2 separate regions of the Macaca mulatta genome follow, and region 2 is linked to region 1. Evidence: chromatin contacts called from public Hi-C data. All regions are on one chromosome and are shown on one strand. Each heading gives the region's core, a stretch centred on a gene start, on an enhancer-like site or on the middle of the called end of the contact. The rest is flanking DNA. Distances are from core to core; before and after follow the strand shown. Region 1 holds the start of SLC39A10 (solute carrier family 39 member 10). Region 2 holds the start of DNAH7 (dynein axonemal heavy chain 7).

The links. A called contact is a pair of places that touch in the nucleus more often than the background predicts.
Region 2: a Hi-C map of fetal cortical plate shows a contact between it and region 1, with 3 times the contacts expected there. The contact joins the promoter of DNAH7 here to the promoter of SLC39A10 in region 1. A contact is called at or near these places in 2 of 14 Hi-C or Micro-C datasets (fetal cortex germinal zone and fetal cortical plate).

Annotation. Positions count from the first base shown.
Region 1 is chr12:100,615,520-100,622,054 of T2T-MMU8v2.0, reverse strand. It overlaps SLC39A10 (solute carrier family 39 member 10), which reads right to left and starts at 1,989. Exons shown (of 10, transcript NM_001260918.1): 1 at 1,939-1,989.
Region 2 is chr12:101,039,246-101,046,013 of T2T-MMU8v2.0, reverse strand. It overlaps DNAH7 (dynein axonemal heavy chain 7), which reads left to right and starts at 4,352. Exons shown (of 65, transcript XM_015131765.3): 1 at 4,352-4,564. The coding sequence starts at 4,550.

The sequences.
Region 1 (6,535 bases), core at 740-3,239:
GGTTCTTATCCAGGGGTATATGTACAGAACGCAGAATGTTTGTGAATGTGGTCAGGAAAAAAAAAAAAAGATTTATTTTTTTTTTATAAAAGATTAAAAAAAATTTAATCTCTTCAGTTACGAATGCAGGCAAAAATTACAGCGATGTGAAATACCTGATAGGAATTTTAGATTAAATTTAAGCTAAACTCTTTAAAGATCATTTACAGTCCTCGCTAATGCTTTACTGACACATAGATGTCATATTTAATATCTTCATTAAGTATTTCATTCCAACTGGTTTTTGTTGCAATTCTATGTATTTCATACATTTAAAACCATCATTCTGTGGTTCATCACACAAAAAAGTTAAAAATCCCTACCAGCACATCGTTGTTTTATTTTCTTCACAGCACTTATCACTGATATTATGTATCTGTTTCCAGTAAGGAGCCACTGGAGTAACCAGTGTCTGTAGAATGTGCGTTGTCTGGCATGGATCCCCAAGATCTAGAAAAAGTAACTAACTCATATTAAGGTTCTCAAATATTTGTACAAGAGTCCTAATATAAAACAATACACAGGAGTCTCGAGTTGAGGCTTTCAATTGCATACTAAGTTAGAAGGAACTAAATTCTACATCTCCAGCTTTTCCATTACTTGCTTGTTCTTAATTATGTACAATTTAGATACATATCGAAAAAGAAAACACAAAGGAAATGTAAATCTATTACACTCTAGTTTTGCTCCAAGAATGACTCAGTTCCAATGTGAAATTAGAGGACTTAACAGCAAAAAGCATAAATTAAAGTTTTTTTAAGAAAACCAGTATAACCTACCATCCTTTTTGCTTTTTTCTAACATGTGTTTTGTGTCACTGTCACTTAGAATAGGTACTCGAGAGAACGACCCTTCCAACGGAGGGCTTCAGATTCTGCAGTGATATTTCTTCCTCGTGCCAGATCCTTAGTACAGCCCATGTGGACAAGCTCCCACGTGAACATTTCTTTACAGAAGCCACAGGAAAACCTTGAACGTCATGTCGCTCCTGCCCTGGCAAGGCCCCCCGCCCTTCTTAGCTAGGGCGTTCGGGGGACCCCAAGAGAGGCAAGGAGTTCAGCAGATCTCCAGACCCGGAGAGGCTGTGCACGAAGGTTCCTCTACACGCTCCCTCTGCCGCGCCCCACATTGCTCTCCACCTAAGGGCTTTCCGGAACAAAGCCGAGCTGCCGCGCCACCTCCGGCCCACCCGGCCTGTCCCACCGACCCGGCCCCACCCTTGCCCTCAGCTCCAGGGACCCCCAACAGGCCGAGATCTTCACTACCCCGCGCTCCGCCTCGGCTTTTCGGTTGGTCCGGGAGAAAACTAGTAGGAGCAGAGGCGCCGCCGTCCGTTAGCCTCGGTCCGGAACAGCGGCGCCGAGGCTCCATCCCGGGGTCCCCTGGCCCCATTATACACCAGAGAGGACGACTAGACAGGAAGAAACCGGGTCGCTTGGTCGCCAAGCCCCCGAAGACCTGCCCGCCCGCGCCGGCGACGCCATCCGCGGCCGGCGCGCAGCCCCCTAACCGCCGCCGCCCGCCCAGCGGTCACTCCCCCACCCCGGGCGCGGCCCGCGAGGCTCAGCCAACCTCCACAGGAGGGTGAGGGGGGCGCGAGGCTCCGCACGCGGAGCGGACGCCGCCGGCTCCCGATCCCGCGGCCCGCAGCAGCCCAGACCGCACACGAGGAGCCGAGACGCCCAACACGCTGCCCACCACGCGCTCTGCTTCGGCTCGCTGCCGCCGACTGCAGCAGCCGCGGAACCCCAGCGCCCGCATCCCCGAGGGACCCAGCCCCGACTCCCCGGTTCTGTTCTCCCTTTCTACCCCCGCGCCGTCCCGGGACTCGCAGTCTCCGCCGCGCACGGGGCCGGTTCTGGGGGAGGGAATGTAAACAAATCGGGGTTTTATAGTTACCTCACACTCGAGTGCCGTGTGCATCTCCTCTCCGCTCGGTACCAAACCCCGGCTGCACCAAATCGTGTATTCACCAAAGCCGACTGCGCTAACTGCGTCGCAGAAACCCGCGCGTCAGACACCCTGCTACGCTAGCGGCGTACAAGGGCCACTCAGCTCCCTGCGCAGCCGCACCCCGTCCGCCTATGGGTGCTACGCTATGGGCGTACACGCGCCACCTAGCTATTCACTTCGGATAACGCCAGTTGCGTAAAGGAGCCGCACTACTCACGGATTCCACACGGATCGTCCGAGCAATAGGAAATTCAAGTATACGCAAACTGCGGAGTTCCGTGTCTCCGCGCTAGTTTTGTTCCAAGAAAGAACGCCGCGGGGGAGTTGGGGCAGCTTCTTAACGCATGCGTGGAGCGCCCTTTATCATTCGCCTTTTCTCCTGGCTTTAGAACGTCGGTTGCTGAGGCCTTGGGCGAGTCGGATGAGTAATGGAAGCTCTAAACCCAAATGCTGTAGCCAAAAAGCTTCAGAGTGAGCATCTGGAATGTTCATCTGTATACGAGTTAAACATCTACGTTAAGTTAATCCCGCCCCCTTTGTTAAAGAAACCTTTTCAATCTCTTAGGGCGACAGCGAACTTTATTTAGTGCTAAGTGCGAGGTGTTTTGCCTAGCTCCCCTCCCACCCATTTAATTCTAGACCACACTTACTGCGGGTCTTCCAAGCCAGAAAGAAAGAGTTGAGTCCTGAGAACATGTCACGCATTTAGACAAATTCTCGAGGCTTTTGGTAACTTTCCAAGGTCTTCACCCCTCTACTCCTCAATTGATTTATTATTTCTTAACACTCTATGAGAAAAGAAATCCCGATCTGGCCAAGCAGTTCCATGGACTTGTGCCTACACCGTGCTCATTCTTGCCCTTTGCTCGCACCATACCTCTCATCTAAATTGTCTCCTCCCCTCTTAAGCAACCACCAACCCACATTTTCTTAAAAGGTGACTCTGGACATCTTTTGCTTCATTACTCTGCTTCCTGGCTCTTAATCCACATGTTGAGGCTTATCTGCATTCCGCCTGGGGTGCCTGGGTTTCTATATCCAACCAGAATCTACTTAATAGAGCGAGTTATGGGGGTGCCTTACTGGTGTCTAGTAGAGAACATAAAACCATGAACAGCAGTAATCGCAGGCTTCACTATGTGTCAAGTACTCCCCAAGTGTTTTACATATATATAAATTTAATCCCCATAATACGGTGAGGTAGGAAACTGAGGCACACAAATCTTTAACTTGCCTGGTATCACAGAGCAGGTAGAGAAAAGAGTTGTGATTTCCAAACCCATTCAGTATGGACGGCTAGGTAGTCCCGCTAACCTGCATATTATACCTTCATGAAAGAAGATTATTTTTTGTTTTGTATCTCTACAAAAAATATCAAAACAACGAAAATTGTGCTTAATAAATGCCTACTGATTGCCATGCGTAGTTCAGAACACTGAACTACTCATATGCCCTTTTCCTTGTTTCAAAGCCAGGGCATGAACCTCACTTCTGCTTACAAAGGGAGAAGTGCTGACGTGTGGAGGAAAGAGATTAAGCCTGAGTCCTAGTTTCAAGTCTCACCATTGCCACTAAATGTGAGACAACGGCTGTGGTCCTCAGATTCATTGATAGATTAAGGGGATTGTTTTAAATATATTCTAAGGTTCATCCTAGAACTAAAGTCCTTAAAGTTCATAAAATCATGATAGTACATCCTTTGTGTGAAAAGTATAAGCAGCTTCCAAATTAGCTTGATAGTTTATGACTCATAATTATTTTATTGAGCACATTATTATCGACACCCTTAAAACATACATAACCTTTCTTTCAAATATCAATAAGATATATCACTTGCATTCCTTATATTTTAGGGCACCTACACTGCTTTTTTAGTTATGGATATACAAGGATAATGTTCAGCTGGTACACACAAGTACGGCTGAACCAACTAATCAAATACTGAAATACTTCCATGCAAGTTGATTCACAGCTGCAACTCTGAGTGGTATACCCCCATGCTTCTCACCCCTATGCCAGTCCTTCCTCTCAAGATTCCCCAGACCTCCACATTTTAGGAACTAGTGGGTTAATACCTGGCTAAGATAGAGCCCTTAGGACCCAGCTCTTATTAGTCACTCCCGTTTTAATTGGTTGGTGCCTATTCTTTACTAATTGTTACACATTTTAAATATCATCCCTATAGAAAACTATGTGGTGAGCAACTTGAAAATAGATACTATGCCGGGCGTGGTGGCTCAAGCCTGTAATCCCAGCACTTTGGGAGGCCGAGACGGGCGGATCACGAGGTCAGGAGTTCGAGACCATCCTGACTAACACGGTGAAACCCCGTCTCTACTAAAAAATACAAAAAACTAGCCGGGCGAGGTGGCGGGCGCCTGTAGTCCCGGCTACTCGGGAGGCTGAGGCAGGAGAATGGCGTAAAAACCCGGGAGGCAGAGCTTGCAGTGAGCTGAGATCCGGCCACTGCACTCCAGCCTGGGCGACACAGCGAGACTCCGTCTCAAAAAAAAAAAAAAAAAAAAAAAAAAAAAAAAGAAAATAGATACTATGTTTCCTAACACTTTTTAAACTCACCCAAACATGTATATACCTTCAAGTGTATACCCACTGATTCGGGCAGATTTTCAAGCAAAACTATCAGATAGAATAAATGATTAATCTGCATACTAGCATATTACTTTTCCTACTGAGAAAAGGAATCTCAGAAAATGACTTGCAGGCTTACCCAAAATCACCTGCTGAGTCAAATAATGGACACTACAGCAACAATATCACTATACAAATTTCGTTTTATTTTTACCAGTTTTATATACAAGTAATATGTTAGGGTAAAGAATTTCTAATATGTTAGAATCATAAAACTTTCTCAAAGTGTAAGACATTTTCTTTTTCCAGTCACCTCACTTGATTCATAAAGAGGCTCATCTGAACTATAAAAATAGTATAAATGATTTTCAGTACTGGGGGAAAAGCGCGGTACTGAATTATGTGTAAATGGTTTACCTTTCATTCTTTAGCTTATTCATACTGCTTCAGCCACAGTATTAGTTCACATATGTAAAATTTCAAATGTGACAGTCTACATTTGTGAGACATGATATAGTAAATCCAAGGGTCTTTTTGCCCCTCAGAGGATTTGAAAAGAACCAACTATTAATACAAAAGAGGAAATAAGAAAACATACTTCATACCCCAATCTTTAGTAGTGGCTAAAGAAAGTCCATGTCATAAACCTGGGTTTCCCTCTTACAGAGGAGAAAATAGTCATCATACAAACAAAGTTAAGAGTCTTTAATGAAATCTATGAAGAACATGACTAATTCTAAGAAATCAGGCCTTTCAAACTCACTTGTTCTTTCTGTGATTCAAGATTAGTAATAACCAATGATAAAGACCCCTTCTTAAATTCATCTCGAGTTTAAACTATTAGTTTTACATGGCCAAAAAGTTTACTTTAGACAAAGCTATGCCTAGAGAGGCTATGAACCAAAAATAAAATTTTAAGCCTCCCAACTAACTGAATGGTCACCTCTTCTTTGCCAAAGGCATTCCAAAGTCAGCCTGAAACACTAGTACCGGGCATGATGGGAATGGATGGTTGAACATGCCTCATTATATTCTCCTCACTTTAAAATTCAGGCTGGGTGTGGTGGCTCACACCTGTAATCCCAGCACTTATGGTGGCCAAGGCAGGTGGATCACCTGAGGTCAGGAGTTTAAGACCAGCTGGCCAACATGGCAAAACCCCATCTCTACTCAAAATACAAAAATTAGCCAGGTGTGGTGGTGGGCACCTGTAATCCCAGCTACACGGGAGGTTGAGGCAGGTAGACTTGCTTGAACCCAGGAGGCAGAGGTTGCAGTAAGCCAAGATTGTGCCACTCTACTCCAGCCTGGGCAACAGAGGAAGACTCCATCTCAAAAAAAAATTCAGGCACAGATGACCAGCATTAACAAGAAAACAGACCTTAGGACTGAGGAAAGAGATTGTAGCAATAAGATACCAACTTGACAGATAGCAGGCTCTGAAAGAATTCAAAGTACTTTTTCTCCAAAATATATTTCTTTGACATGTTTTGAAATGGCCTTGCAAACTGTCTCTTGTGGGGAACATCTACATTCTGTAGAGCAGCAGTCCCCAACTTTTTTGGCACCAGAGACTGGTTTCCTGGAAGACAGTTTTTCCACAGATGGGGGTGGGTGGGGACGGTTTTGGGATGAAACTGTTCCACCTCAGATTATCAGGCATTAGTTAGATTCTCATAAGGACTGCACAACCTAGATCCCTCACATACACAGTTCACCATAGGGTTTGCACTCCTATGAGAATCTAATGCCACCGTTGATCTGACAGGAGGTGGAACTCAGGCAGTAATGCTCACTGCCTGACACTCACCTCCTGCTTTGTGGCCCCGTTCCTAACAGGCCATGCACCCGAAACAGTCTAGGGGTTGGGGGACCCCTGCTGTAGAGAATCTCCTTCCCTTTCCAAGTCTCTTCCCTGATCCAGGAGAGAATTAACTAAGAGTCTGGCATCTTT
Region 2 (6,768 bases), core at 3,103-5,602, 420 kb before region 1:
TTCTTCATTCTCTTGCTCTGTCCTCCTGTTATACCAGCCTGGGAAAGACACTGTGTGTTTGTCTTCTCTGAACCTAAGTCTGGTCTGTTGAAGACCTTTGGAAAGGGGTGCAGAGCCAAGTGGATTGTCGCTGGCGCTGATTCAGAGGCTTCAATTTCAGCTGAGCTTTTCCTCTATTTAATCACTTTTGTTCTCTCTCCATTTCTGCCACATAGTTATTGAAACTTCTTCCTCCTCAAATTTTTGACCATCCCCTGCCTCCTACCTTTCCTTTCATTCTTGGAAGGTGATTTTGCTTTCTATACCACAGAGAAAATAAAATTCATTTTTTTGGGGGGGGGGGGAGAAGTGTCCCCAACTACACACAAGCAAGCTTTAAACACCCATATTTCCACTCATCCTTCCTCCTCCTTCCTTTTACAAGGTGTTCTTACAAGATCTCTCCGTCTGAAATTAATCCTATGTCTTTTTACTTTTTTCTCTATCTTCATCTTCTCCCTTCCTATTTGCATTTAAACACAAACAAAACTTTCCTATTTGAAAAAATATAGTGCCTCTCTCCCTGAATCCTTTTAGTCCCCAGTCTCTCTCTCTTGTTCATAACCTAAACTTTCTGAAGATTGTCTATTCTGGTGGTCTCCCTCCTTTCACTCTTCAGCCTCTGGAATCTGGCCCCAAATCCTCCCACTGCATTGTACTGAAACTCCTTTGCCACATTCACCAATGACTTATTTGGCACTCTATCCAATGGATACCTTTAAATCCTTAGATTACATATTGTCAGAAGCTTTTGATACTGTTCTCTATATTCTTTTTCCTGAAATATTGTTTTTCTTGGTTTCTATGATTCTATACTCTGAGTTCCCTGTTATCTCTAGCTAACTTTTTCTCAGTTTTCTTTGCAGGATCCCCCTCTATCCAGTTCATAAAGATTGTTAGTGTTTAGGTATTAGTTTTTTCTTTACTAGGTTCCTTGCTGTTCTGTCCCTACACACTCCTCAAACCATTTCATGTATGCTCATGGATTCAGATGTCATTTATATGTTAGCTTCAGATCCATGTCCTTAGCCCAGGAATTATCTTCTGAGCTCTGACCAATATGTGCAATGTCTACCAGCCATATACACACTTCCATGTCCTATAGCTATCTCACACTCAACGTGCCCAATGCTGGACTCATCACTGTCTCTGTAAAGCCTGTTTATTCTTCTCCTTTTTTTTTACTCAGTGAATAATACCACCATCCATTCAGGTATCCAAAGCAGTAAAATGATCCTCAACCTACTTTTACTTTAAACATCTACTACTTAATGAAGTCATCTCCCGCATGTCTCTTGAATGTATCTGCTCCATTCCTACTGTCATTGGCTCAATTCCAGCCATACTCATCCCTCACTGTACTCTTGTAATAGTCTTCTAACAGGTCTCTCTGCCAGTCCCACCTACCTCCTTTTCTTCTACCATGCTGAAATTAGGGTGGTTTCTGTAAAATGGGAATATGTTCCTGTCATTTTTCCTTCTTTATTTTTGGCTTCAGTTTTCCTCCTCTTATTTTAAGGATATTTATAATAAATTTCTAAAATTATGGTAAAACATATATAGCATAAAATTTACCATTCTAATCATTGTCAAGTGTACGATTCAGCAGCATGAAGTCCATTCACATTGTGGTACAACCATCACCACCATTCATCTTCAATTTTTTTTTTCATCTTGCATAATTGAAACTCTGTACCCATTAAACATTAATTCCCTCATTCCCTTTCTTGGCCCTCCCTCTTCCAGTCCCTGGCAACCACCATTCTAATTTCTTTCTATATACATTTGGTTACTCTACCTATCTCAGATGAGTGGAATCATACCGTATTTTTTTTTATTTTGTGACTGGCCAATTTCAGTTGTCATAATGTCTTCAAGTTTTATCTATGTTGTAGCAGATGTAGAGATGTGGCAATGTGTCAGAATTTCCTTCCTTTTTAAAAGGCTGAATGTATATGCTACATTTTGTTTATGCATTTGTCTATCAAGGGACATTTGGGTTGCTTCACCTTTTGACTATTGTGAATAATGCTGCTATAAATATGAGCATATATATATGTTTGTGTCCCAGCTTTCACTTCTTTGGATTTGTACCAGAAGTGGAATTGTTGGATCATAAGGTATTTCTATTTTAATTTTTGGAGGAACTGCCATACTATTTTCCATACCAGCTGCACCATTTTACATTCTCAGCAGTGGTGCACAAGAGTTCCAATTTCTCTACATCCTCATTAACACTTGTTAATATTCTGTACATTAATCCTTCATCAGATTTGCAAATATTTGCTTCCATTCTGTGGATTTTTTTTTTTTTTTTTTTTTTTTTGAGATGGAGTCTCACTCTATTGCCCAGGCTGGAATGCAGTGCACGATCTCAGCTCACTGCAACCTCCCCCTCCCAGGTTCATGCCATTCTCCTGCCTCAGCCTCCTGAGTAGCTGGCACTACAGGTGCCCGCCACCGCGCCTGGCTATTTTTTGTTGTTGTTGTTGTATTTTTAGTAGAGATGGGGTTTCACCGTGTTAGGAAGAATGGTCTCGATCTCCTGACTTCGTGATCCACCCGCCTTGGCCTTCCAAAGTGCTGGGATTACAGGCGTGAGCCACCGCACCCGGCCTGTGTGGACTGTCTTTTTACTGATGAGAGTATTCTTTGATGCACAAAGGTTTTTTATTCTGATGCAACCGAATTGTCTATTTTTTCTTTGTCGTTTTGGTGTCATGTCCAAGAAATCACTGCCAAATCCAGTGTCGTGAAGCGGTTCTTCTAAGTTTTCTTCTAAGAGTTTTATAGTTTAAGACCTTACAGTTACATCTTTGATCAATTTTGAGATAATTTTGTATATAATGATTTTAGGTAAAGGTCCAAATGCATTTTTTCCGCATATGGACATTTAGTTTTCCCAACATCATTTGTTGAAAATAAATTGTTAAGGTCACTATAGTTTTGTAGTAAGTTCTGAAATCAAGAAATGTGAGGCCGGGCGCGGTGGCTCAAGCCTGTAATCCCAGCATTTTGGGAGGCCGAGAGGGGCAGATCAGGAGATCAGGAGGTCAGGAGATTGAGACCATCCTGGCTAACACGGTGAAACCCCGTCTCTACTAAAAAATACAAAAAACTAGCTGGGCGAGGTGGCGGGCGCCTGTAGTCCCAGCTACCCGGGAGGCTGAGGCAGGAGAATGGCGTAAACCCGGGAGGCGGAGCTTGCAGTGAACTGAGATCCGGCCACTGCACTCCAGCCCGAGCGACAGAGCAAGACTCCGTCTCAAAAAAAAAAAAAAAAAAAAAAAAAAAAAAAAAAAAAAAGAAGTGTGAGTACTCCAACTGTATTCTTCAATTTCAAGATTGTTTTGTCTATTTATGTCCACTTGAGGTTCCTCGTTAATTTCAGGATGGAATTGTGCCATTTCTTAGCATAAAACTTTTCAGTGGAGGTCAGTTGCTTTTGACATCCAAACTCCTGCCCTTTTATAGGGTCCTTTAAGATATACCACCTGCTTATCACCTCAGCTTCATCTCTAGACTGGCTCCAATCCCCTTTACCCAAAGCTACTCCGTCAACCTTTCAGAACCATTTTCACTACTTCCAATAGCTATGCTCTCTTGTCTCAGGTCTTTGTATGTGACCTGCTTTTTGCCTGGCATTCTTCGCCTGGCATTTCTTCTTCCTTCACATTTCAGCTTCCATATCCCTTCCATACCCTCCGTGAGAAAAATAGCTGGTGCTTTATGTTCTCCTTGAGGACTGCCATTCCTAGCACCGTCTCCACTACATGCTAAGTGCTTGCTTGGACACCCCCCTAGCCTGTGGCTAAAGAATTATGTCTTGGTCACATTTGGGCTTAGCACACCACTTTTCATGTAGTAAACCATCTGTGAATGTTGGTTTCAAGAATTGTTGGAAGTTTCCTTTACTGGTATTCTTCCAAAGGATAGTTTTCTAGAGTGTGAGAAGAGTCAACAGCACAGGGGTTGGAAGCACATGAATGATGAAAGGTGTTTACTGGCTCCTGCCTTTGCATGCTTTGTTCGCATTATTCCACTCGCCCACATTAGCAATGAAATTTGTAATCATTTCATTCCGGTGTTTCTCCGAGACCTCTGAGGGGTTAAGGCAGCGGTCCCAGGCACCCAGCTCAGTTAGAAGGAGGGTGCGGAACTGTGAGGATCTACTTCAGTAATCAGAGGATATTGGAGGGACCCACCCAGTGTCCTTGGTTGTTCAACGCACACCTTAGACCTCACCACCCTAGCAGGGGCGCCCCGGAAAGCTCCTCTTGCGGAGCGCGCGCCAGCTTCCGGGTCCAGCCCCAGAAGCAACAGATAACCGGAAATGGAACCTGCGCGGGCCTGTTGCTTAGCAACAAAGGCTGCCGGGACGCTAGACTGCCCTGGCGCAGAGGGAGCTGAGACCGTCGGCAGGTCCCGGCGTGCAGCCTCTATCGTTCTAGGGGGTGCTGCGGCAGGAGCGACCCAGAAGCGCCGGTGAGGCCAGCGCGTCCTCACAGCCATGAGCAGTGAGCAGGTGAGAGGGCTGCTCTTTGCCAGGCTCGCCGCCGCCGCGACGCTTCCCAGGCGTTTCAGAAGTGGTGGAAGCCCGTCCTGCCCACCAAACTCCCCAGCTGTGACTCCACGGTGTACAGCTTCCTTCCCTCCACTTATGGCCTGGGTTTCTGAGCGCTTTCCGCGAATGCCCTTATACGTTCCCTTCCCAGCTATTCGCCCTTGGTCGTCATAACAACCAAACCTAGCAGCCCAGTGGTGCGCCAGCAGGGGGAGCCACAGCCCAGAGCACCCCCAGAATGCTAATAGAAGTGTGCTTGGGTGAGAGGCGGCTATGCGAGGAGTTGCCACGGGTTTGGGTTCTAGGGTGGGAATCGAAGCCAATTCCTAGCCGTGTGACTTTGGGCAAATCTCCTAGTCTTTCTAAACCTTGATTCTCCCACCTCTTACGCAGAGCGGGGGAAACACCAGACACCAGAACAACTTTTCTTCTTTCTGAGGTTGTTGTCAATTTCAAATAAGAGACCATCCCATACCATAACAGTATTATACTATACATGAAAGGCCTTGGTAAGTGACAAATGGCACTTCTTAAGATGATATTCCCTAGTATGTGATAAAATATATATTTTGCAGTAGCTGCTTTTCTTTCTCTTTTTTCTTTCTCTTTCTCTCCTTTTTCTTCTAAGAATTCTTTCTTTATTGACTTAAGAGCAACTAACAGAAAGAAAGGCAGAACGATGGTCAATCGTCTTAATATCAGCACAGCATGAGAAGATGTTAAGCGTGGGCATTATTCTGGCTAACTAGAAAACAACCTTAGCTTTCTACGTAGTGATGAATAAGGAAAAAGACCCTATAAACTTCGTGGAAGAAAAACAGTTGTTTTTAAGCCTGCAAATTTCATTTAGCTTTTAAACAATATTAAACTATAATTATTTCTTTTTAATTGCTTTATAATGCTTTTTTCGGTAGTGTTAGAATTTACTGTGGAAACGGTATTAAGACGGATTTAGTCTCCTATCCATTGAGTTGTACATTACTCACAGAATTATGTGAAGATCCTAATTGGTTAATTAATCAAATAAGTAATTAATACCTGAAATGCCCAAGAAAATTTGGTTTGAGCCTTTTTTTTAAAAAAATAAGTGTAACTTAAGAACTGAGAAATGGACACTTTGGTTCATATGCTAAAGTATGATTAGTATTGGTATTAATAATAAAAGAGTAAATGAGCAAGCAAAAAACAAAGAATTCAGATACAAGTAACCAAAAACACTGAGCAATTGTTTAATACATCTTACTAGTATTTTTTTTCTACGTGATATTAATGTGATCAGATTTAATAACATTTGTTATCGTCACCATTATTATATATTGAGCAGCTTCTTTGCTTCTTGCCCAAATTTAGTCTTTGGTCAGATCTTGAACCATATCCTACGTTGTTAGAGTTTAAAATACACTTCTATCACATTTCCAATGGTATTTCTCAATGGCTATTTTTCACAATTCCCCTAACTTACCCATCTACAACTAAAAAATATCCACTAAAAACCAATCAGCCGTTAAGTTGTAAATTTTACTTCATCTTTATAAAAGTAGTGTTGGGAAATGACACCCTAGTCTCTCACTCCCCCGCCTGAAAGGTTGTGATTTACTGAAGAGGCAGCGGGATCTTAAAAGAATGGACATGATTTCCATTTTCCACTTACTGTTTTTGAACAGCAGAGGGCCCTCTATCACTGTTTTGGTTGATTTGTAATTTAAAAACTAATCTTGAGACTTTCATTTATGCTAATTTAGAGTGTAGTTTTCCTTTGGAAGGATGAAAGTTTTTATATTTTAACCTAAAACAAACAGAATGGATTAAACTTTTGGAAATGCCATTTTTTATGTGACATTTACTTGTATATTCATTCAGTTTGAGAAAGTGAGCAGGTGGTAAAATCGTATTTGCTGAAGGAGATTTTAACATATTCATCTCATTAGTGGAAGGTTGAGAGTGACATGGAATTTTTCAGGAATAGCAGTCTGGGCTTTTCTCTTAAATTAGGTATTTAGAAGAAATATAAATCTTTTGCAATTGCTCATTTCATTTTTAAAATGAGTTAAAACTTTAAAAGGCATTTTTAGTATCAGTTGAAAAACTTTCAGAGGTTTAAAAGCACAAATATTCAAAGACCAGGAAGCTCCCCACAGATATACTACAGATTGTGGGCAGAAAAG